2 separate regions of the Mus musculus genome follow, and region 1 is linked to region 2. A link is a contact called in public HiCAR-type data. All regions are on one chromosome and are shown on one strand. The core of a region is the stretch at or near the end of the contact, and the rest is flanking DNA. Distances in the headings are between cores, read along the strand shown. Region 1 overlaps Atp8a1 (ATPase, aminophospholipid transporter (APLT), class I, type 8A, member 1). Region 2 has its middle 69 kb from the start of C330024D21Rik.

What was found. HiCAR-type assays count read pairs that join an accessible place to other places.
Region 1: a HiCAR-type map of astrocytes shows a contact between it and region 2, with 2.5 times the contacts expected there. The contact joins two enhancer-like sites. A contact is called at or near these places in 4 of 15 datasets of contacts at CTCF or cohesin (CD8 T cells, embryonic stem cells, large pre-B cells and 1 more), 14 of 484 Hi-C or Micro-C datasets (the HPC-7 cell line, the N1E-115 cell line, cerebral cortex and 7 more), 9 of 115 datasets of contacts at active chromatin or transcription factors (astrocytes, bone marrow-derived macrophages, craniofacial prominence and 4 more) and 2 of 9 other capture datasets (adipose tissue and embryonic stem cells).

The regions. Positions count from the first base shown.
Region 1 is chr5:67,751,446-67,754,963 of GRCm38.p6, reverse strand. All of the region lies in intron 15 of Atp8a1 (ATPase, aminophospholipid transporter (APLT), class I, type 8A, member 1), which reads left to right. Among named protein-coding and RNA genes, the nearest start is that of Gm46914, 50 kb to the right of the region's middle. Within about 2 kb of position 2,158, at least 44 of the 459 cell types and tissues checked have an H3K27ac peak or open chromatin away from gene starts, as enhancers often do. A contact at or near this core is called in astrocytes and stem cell-derived neural progenitor cells, where this site is marked.
Region 2 is chr5:67,531,227-67,534,779 of GRCm38.p6, reverse strand. No RefSeq gene overlaps it. Among named protein-coding and RNA genes, the nearest start is that of C330024D21Rik, 69 kb to the right of the region's middle. Within about 2 kb of position 1,914, at least 46 of the 459 cell types and tissues checked have an H3K27ac peak or open chromatin away from gene starts, as enhancers often do. A contact at or near this core is called in astrocytes and stem cell-derived neural progenitor cells, where this site is marked.

The DNA.
Region 1 (3,518 bases), core at 909-3,408, 220 kb before region 2:
TGGCCATGCATGTGAGCTTTGGACTCTGACCATCAATGTTTAGACCCTGACCTGTCCTTCACACAAGTTACTAACTACCTGAGTAGACTTATTGGAAGACTATGACCACCATTAGCCGTTAAATCAGTAGGAAACATTGACAATTAACTAAGCCCTAACTAGAAGGCTAGTGCTGGTGGCACTATAATTCTCAGTCTGCACCATCTATCTGACATGATCATTTTCAAGTTGATAGGTTTTATAGAGAGAAGCCTGTAAGTAGTCTCCCCAAGAACACAACCAGCGGACATGGGTGAGAGCCAGAGGTAATCCTGGCTTAGCCTGATTATGAAAGGTGTGTTAGTGCCGTCACACGTCTGTAGACTTGAAAGACTTGTGTTTCTTTTGGAGCACGGGATAGCTTTGCATTTCAAGCCCTAACTGATTTTATTTCAGTTGAATTGCTGAGGTTGTTAAGGAGAGGCAAATTGAACATCTACCGTTTGACTGAGTTGAGGAACCCTAACTCAGAAGCTCATACAAGACTCCATACTTCCAAGGGCCTCATCTAATTGGTTTTATATTGCTGAGAAAACCAAGATCAACTGTGGCCGTGGTGGAACCCTGTGCTCTGCATATGTGACAGTGGCTCTATGCTACTGCTGCAGGAGGAGAGACTATGGAAGACTCTCTCCAAAACTCTAGAAGTCATCTCAATAGCTGCTTGGCAGCTTTGTCTGGCAATGTGAAGTTGACTGAATGCCACGTAGCAAGCTTGTAGCTGTCTGTTTAATTGTCCTGCTTGAAATGGCACTCACCACAAAAATGTTAAGAAAATCCACATGTGAAAATTATGTGTTTATATTTGGTCCATTCTAAAGACCCTTTCAAATATACTCTTGGCATTAAAGACTGTGCAATAGCTGAAATCCTCTAAAAATGTATTAATATAAGTGATTTGTCTAGATTATGACTTCCCAGTGCATAGCTACTAACTCTAGAATTGGCACTGTTTCCTGTTGTTGCCAAGAACCATAAACAAACGTGGAGACTTGGAGACCAATTCCTTTCTATTAAAAACCATTATCTAAATTGATAGTATCAATATTGGAAGGACTAGAGAGAAAAACATCCATGTAATTATAAGTTATCACATGATTACTTTCAAAAACCCACAAATATTCATAATCATTTTCTCTTAAAAAATTATTTTGGAAAGTTTAAATATAAGCAGAATGAACAAATGTCCCCATCAGTTATTTTAACAGGCTATGCCCTGGGTCACCCTTATCCCTCCTGTGCCTTTCTACCCTTATTATTCTGAAGCAAATCTAAGTAGATATGTTTGTTTTTTCTTAACTTCTTGATACAGTCACACGTTATGTTCTTGTTATTTTTCAAGTAAATGACAGTGGGGTGACAGAGAGCTTGCCTTAGAGCTGGCCCTGCAGTCGTTCAGTGGTTTTTTGTTTTTGTTTTTGTTTTGTTTTTTTGTATTATTATAGTATCTGCAGGTTGAACAAGTTTCTCTTTTCTGCTTGGTTATTTTCTCATTTTACCTAGCCTATAATTATGTGTGGCGTGAGTGGCATTTATTTATTCTGCTGTAGAAGGTAGGCTGGGTAGAGCATTCTTCCAGGCGTGCCCTTAGAATAATGAGAGCTAACCCATCTCCATTAGCATCAGTCTTCAAAGGAGTCCCCTTGGCAGGCTCTTTCTTCAGCAGTGCAGACTCTCACACAGCATTTTAGAACTCCTCTTTTGTAATTGCTTTCAGAAATACTTGCAGTCACCCAGGAAACTGAGTCTCATTTACTTTGATCAAAACCAACCATTATCTAGCCAAAACAGTGCATTTAATCACCCATTCAAATTCTTGGACTTAACTACTCTGAGTAACAAACTCATTACTAAAAAAATTAAATCTACCAGCAAGCAGTTTTGACTACCAATGAACAGGACCTTAAAAAAATCCTAGAGGTACAGACTCTTTTAAAAAACAGTTCTCTGACTGCTGGGGCCAGAAGCCCTTAAGCTGAGGCAGGTCCACTAGGTTAGGGAAGAGATCAGCCCCTGAGTCAGAGAGGATGCTGAGCAAACAGGCTTTGTACAACCGTGTTCATTGCCTCAGAAAACTGACTTGCGCTACCAAAGGAGCTCTGCCTCAGGTCGTCCGGGAGATGTGGCACGGATCAGGAAGCCAGCCTCTACACGGGTGCTGTACAGTGGGCAGTGAGCTTGTCCAGGCCGACACATTGTGCAAGTGCTCTCTCAACTGCTCTTTCTTTACATCCAGTCTGTCACACAATATCTCGGGGAGCATGTGCCAGTGGCTCCCGTTCACCCGGCCTCCAAACCTGAAGAGACTCCAAGACCAATGGGGTGTTGTTTTGTTTTAATCCACACTAGTCATGGAAGTATTAAAGAGAGAAAAATACACCTTTCTCCTGGGACTGAGATTTTTATCATTTTAAAAACTGAATCATTTGAATAGAAAGATGAGTTCTCCCAGAGCTGCGACTCAGCTTCTCTGTGATAATTGCCATAAGGTAATTATTATGCAGCTTTATGTGTTCAAATGTATCCTCAGCTGAAGGACTTTCTGGCCCCAGCAGTCAGATCACTGCTTTGTTAAAAGCCAAGCATCAGTCCAGACCTTATAGGACAATGATTAGCCGTGTTTCTATGGTTTTGTACCATTTAGCCTGGCAGATCACCTATACCAGCAGTAATCTCCCTGTGGCTGGAGAGCTCTTGCCCTGTGGTCCCCCATGGGTTTCGTTCCTTGGACCAACTTAAGGGAAGAATGCCAAGAAGTCTCCTTTCAAACCCTATTCCATTTGGAAAGGTTTATGAGCCAGAGAAAACTGGGCTGGAGCAGAGGCGTGAAGGGAGGACCTGCCACCTAGTGGTCCAAGTTCTGAAACACACTCCTGACTTTTGGAAGGCAAAAGAAGCAAGCCACTTTGTGGAAAATGCCAGTAGGAGATCGAGGGATGTAAAGAATGAAATGCAGAGAGCCTTGTGAATGTCTCACCGGAGAGTGAATGAGAATGGTTCCAGGCTGCCCAAGAGCAGGGTGTATGACCTTCCGGTCTGCTAAGAAGGAAGAGCTATGGAGTTGGAGGACCGAGGTCACATTATAACATTGTAGCATGTGAGAACTAAAAGTAACCGCCCACGGGCTACATCAGTCTTGGATCTAGACTTTACCCCATCCCGAAGCTATGCACTAAGCAAAAACTAATTCTAGAATACAAGAAGAAATCTCATCTCTCCAGGGACCTGAGACAGGAACATACGTGGTCATGGGAGAATGACTGGACTATATTATAGTCAGAAAGGCTGGGGATAGCAGAAATTAGAGGTTAAGCAAGGTCTAAGAGTGACTGGCTAGCCACAGGCCTGTTGTTAGAGGGGCACGAATTTGGAGGACAGTCTGCCTTCCAATCTTTGCCTAGAGGAACCTGCTGTACAGCTCTTCCTGGGGAAAGATAACTAGACTAAGTGGCTCTCAACCTTCGTAATGCTGCATTGAT
Region 2 (3,553 bases), core at 665-3,164:
TCCTATTTTAAAATTTTAACTTAAGTGCTAAATTCTGCTGAGATGTCCCTGTCTTAATCTGGGGAAGACGCTGTTCAAGCAGCAAAGAGGAGACAAATACGCTCGTGCATTCTAAAAGGCGGCAATCCGGATCTCTTATGTTCACCAATTTAACTGTCCAAGCCATAACACGTCACTGTCTGCTTCCTTCTGCAACCTTTCTGAGAGGAAAAACGTCTATTCCGAAGCACTTTTGGGGTGTTGTTGGGTCAGATCCCTAAACGGTCTTTAGGTCAACAACTGACCTAAACTGAGGGTCAACAACTAATCATTTTCATTCATACAATACAACGACGTTACTGGGCAGAGCCAGACCGTGGCCGATGGTGATTCCACAAAGTAAGTAGAAGTCACAGGCAACATCAGAATCACCGTGAGAGAAGGCTACTGGACATTGCCCAGAAAGCAGAAGGACCTGGAGAGAAAAGAAACAGCTGCAGAAAGAGAAACAAAACCCCCCAAAGAACCAATTTCCTAGGGAGTCAGACTGCTGAGTAGCTCCGCCTGCAGGTCTCTGCAGTCATTGCTTCTCTTCGTAACTGATTTTCAGATTACTATATATTCTCCTTTACCAGTGATTGAGATGTTGAGAAAAGATGATAGGTAGATGATAGATAGATAGATAGATAGATAGATAGATAGATAGATAGATAGATAGATGATAGATAGATAGATAGATAGATAGATAGATAGATAGATAGATAGATCTATCATTCAATCACTTTGCCTACACAGGAGACCTCTAGAAAAATAAAGTCATTCTAGATAGATAGATAGATAGATAGATAGATAGATAGATAGATAGATAGATAGATAGATGATAGATAGACAGACGGACAGAGGTCAAGGCCCTTTGCTTTACCAAAATCGTCGGAGCCTCTCGGAAGCATCCTTTGTAAGCTCTAGGTGTAGAACTCAAACCAAGTAAACTGCTCTTTGAAATCCCAATAAAGCTCACTGCGTTCTCTTGCAGTAAACACCCAACCCACCTTATTATAAATGGCTTCCAAAATGATACTAAGGTCCACCACCGACAGTATGAAGCTGAACTTTTTGCTTACACGTGAGGCAGGGCGCCACCATATAAAGACTCAGTATGCTTCAGGAGCAGGTCAGGAATGAATACGAATACAACGTATACTGATCGCATCCATCTCTACTCTTCCCACGCCAACTTCTCCCGTACCCTCCTCTCTCTCTCCGGCTTCTTCCATACCCCACCCCACCCCCAGCTCTCTTCAAACTTTGTAGCTGAGGTACGTTTTAAAAGGATCACTCTGATTATTGGAAAGTGATTGGGCAGGGCCATGACTTAGAGGCAGAGGACAAAGTTACACCACTCCCGATGCTGAAATCTATTCACTTTTGCATTCTTCTCGATCCAGCAAATGCAAATTCATGGTTCCAGAACCTAAGGCCTGAACACCTCTCAACTCACCCAGACCCCATATTCTTTACAAACCACCCTTGCAGGCCAACAGACATATCCCTCTCTCTGACCTCAGGCCGGGAGTTGGGGGTTGAGCCCGGCACCGTGTCAACTGGGGAGACCCAGAAGCAGAGCAGATCTTGGGAAACAAAATGCTAATCCACCCAGCCACCCAAGCTGTGACTGACTCCCCTGTACACTGAGCTGATCCAAGTAAAACACAGGCCTTTCAAAACAGCAAGGAATGCTCGCCTGGAGTGTGCGCTAACGAGTCCAAAGCCAATTATGTCTCATCTGATCTAACCAAAGCTGATTTCCTCCGGTGGCCCAGCGAGAGGTCAAATGGCCATTCCTGAGGGTTTCCACGGAGCTAAGCCAGAACACGGAGTTCCTGGAGTGTCCCTCGGGCCCACAGACCAACTGCGGAAGAGCTAAGCAGTCGAAGTTTTTAATTTCCCTCCCTCTCTTGATAATTATAAATACAACACTGCAAATTCCCTAAGAGGTAAGTGAGGGTTCACTGCTCACTCGCAAAGGAAACGAAAGGAAATCTTCCATATTTCTCTTTACCACATGTGCCAGATTTTCATTGAAGCCAATCCGGAAGTGGGGGGACAAAACAACAACAAATAGATATTATTTGCTAGCGGGGGGGGGGGGGGAGCATGCGTCCACATTCATGCTGCTCTGTCGGCTGAGGTTTGCACCTCTGCAGTCTCCACTTGTTCCGGAGAACTGCAGGGTATCATGCAGTCTGAGGCCGCCCTCTAGCGGAAGTTTGCCTGTATTGCGCCTGCGTACAGATGAGCTGGGCTTCTCAGAATACCTGGCAAAGCTTTGAATCATTTCCAGTTCCCTTTTATTGCATGTGGCTTATAATTCAGATCGAAAGCCAGATATGCTGCTAAAACGAAGATAATGTCAGGCTGAGGATTAGTGAGCATTAGCCGTTGAGAAAATGCTTGGAAGTTGGCCAGGAAAAGGCCTCTGGTCCATAATGGTAAGATGGGTAAGATTTTTTTTTTTTCTGGGAAGATGAATATATGGCCTCATTACCCTTACCCTGAAGTTGTCTGACCACAGCCAAAGGTCAGTCTATTCTTCTCAGGGCTACAGCAATTTAGACCCCTCTCCCCATCCTCAGGGGTCCGAAGAAGGAGGAGGAGGAGGAGGAGGAGGAGGAGGAGGAGGAGGAGGAGGAGACTGGTGGTTTTCCTGCATGCATGAGGGTGTCAGATGCCCTGGAGCAGGAGTTACAGACAATTGTGAACTGCCATGTGGGCGCCGGGAATTGAGCCTGGGTCAGTGCTCCTAACCACTGAGCCATCTCTTCAGCCCAAGTCCTGTGTTTTAAGTAAAGGGTGAGAAAAAAATATATATATGTTTTTTTTACATCATTCGTTTGTACAATGAGGGGCAGTCTGGAAAATCCGGATATAAGTGTCCTTTGTGCCGAGAGTACTGCTCAGGGCTATACTGCTTGCCTCTCTCGTACCTAGTTCAGACGTCCATCATCAGCACCACAAATAATTACGATTTGAATTTGTGTTTGGTGCTGAATGTGGTGCTGAAGAGTTGGTGTCAATTTCACCCAAAACGGAAGACAGATCCGTATGACAGATACGATTGTCTGTGCTTGCCTGGCATGAGGAAGGCACAACACCACCAAAAAGGAAAATAATAATGAAAGGAGTAAATGAGTTCTAGTGTTCAGTGGTTTAGTGTGTGGTAAACCTTTATCTGAACGCCACCACATCTTCACTTAAAAATATTTTTACTTAACAGTGCCTTTTTAAAACATACTGAAATATTTAAAGGGAAGGTTCTTAGTGATCTGCCTTAAAACAGTACAGATAAAAAGCTCATTAAGTTGAATGGAAATGAGGGGAAAGCATAACAATCAAATCAAATGGGTCTGAACGGTGGACTTTTTAAAATTATACGCGGAATCTAGATCTGACAATGCTGCATATTCCTGGCAGAGTGAGCACCGCTGGGGTCCAGGCAGGAGCCATGTTCAATGCAATTTGGCAGAAGAGATCTGCATCCACAAACACACAAACTTTATTTCCTGTAATTTAATCC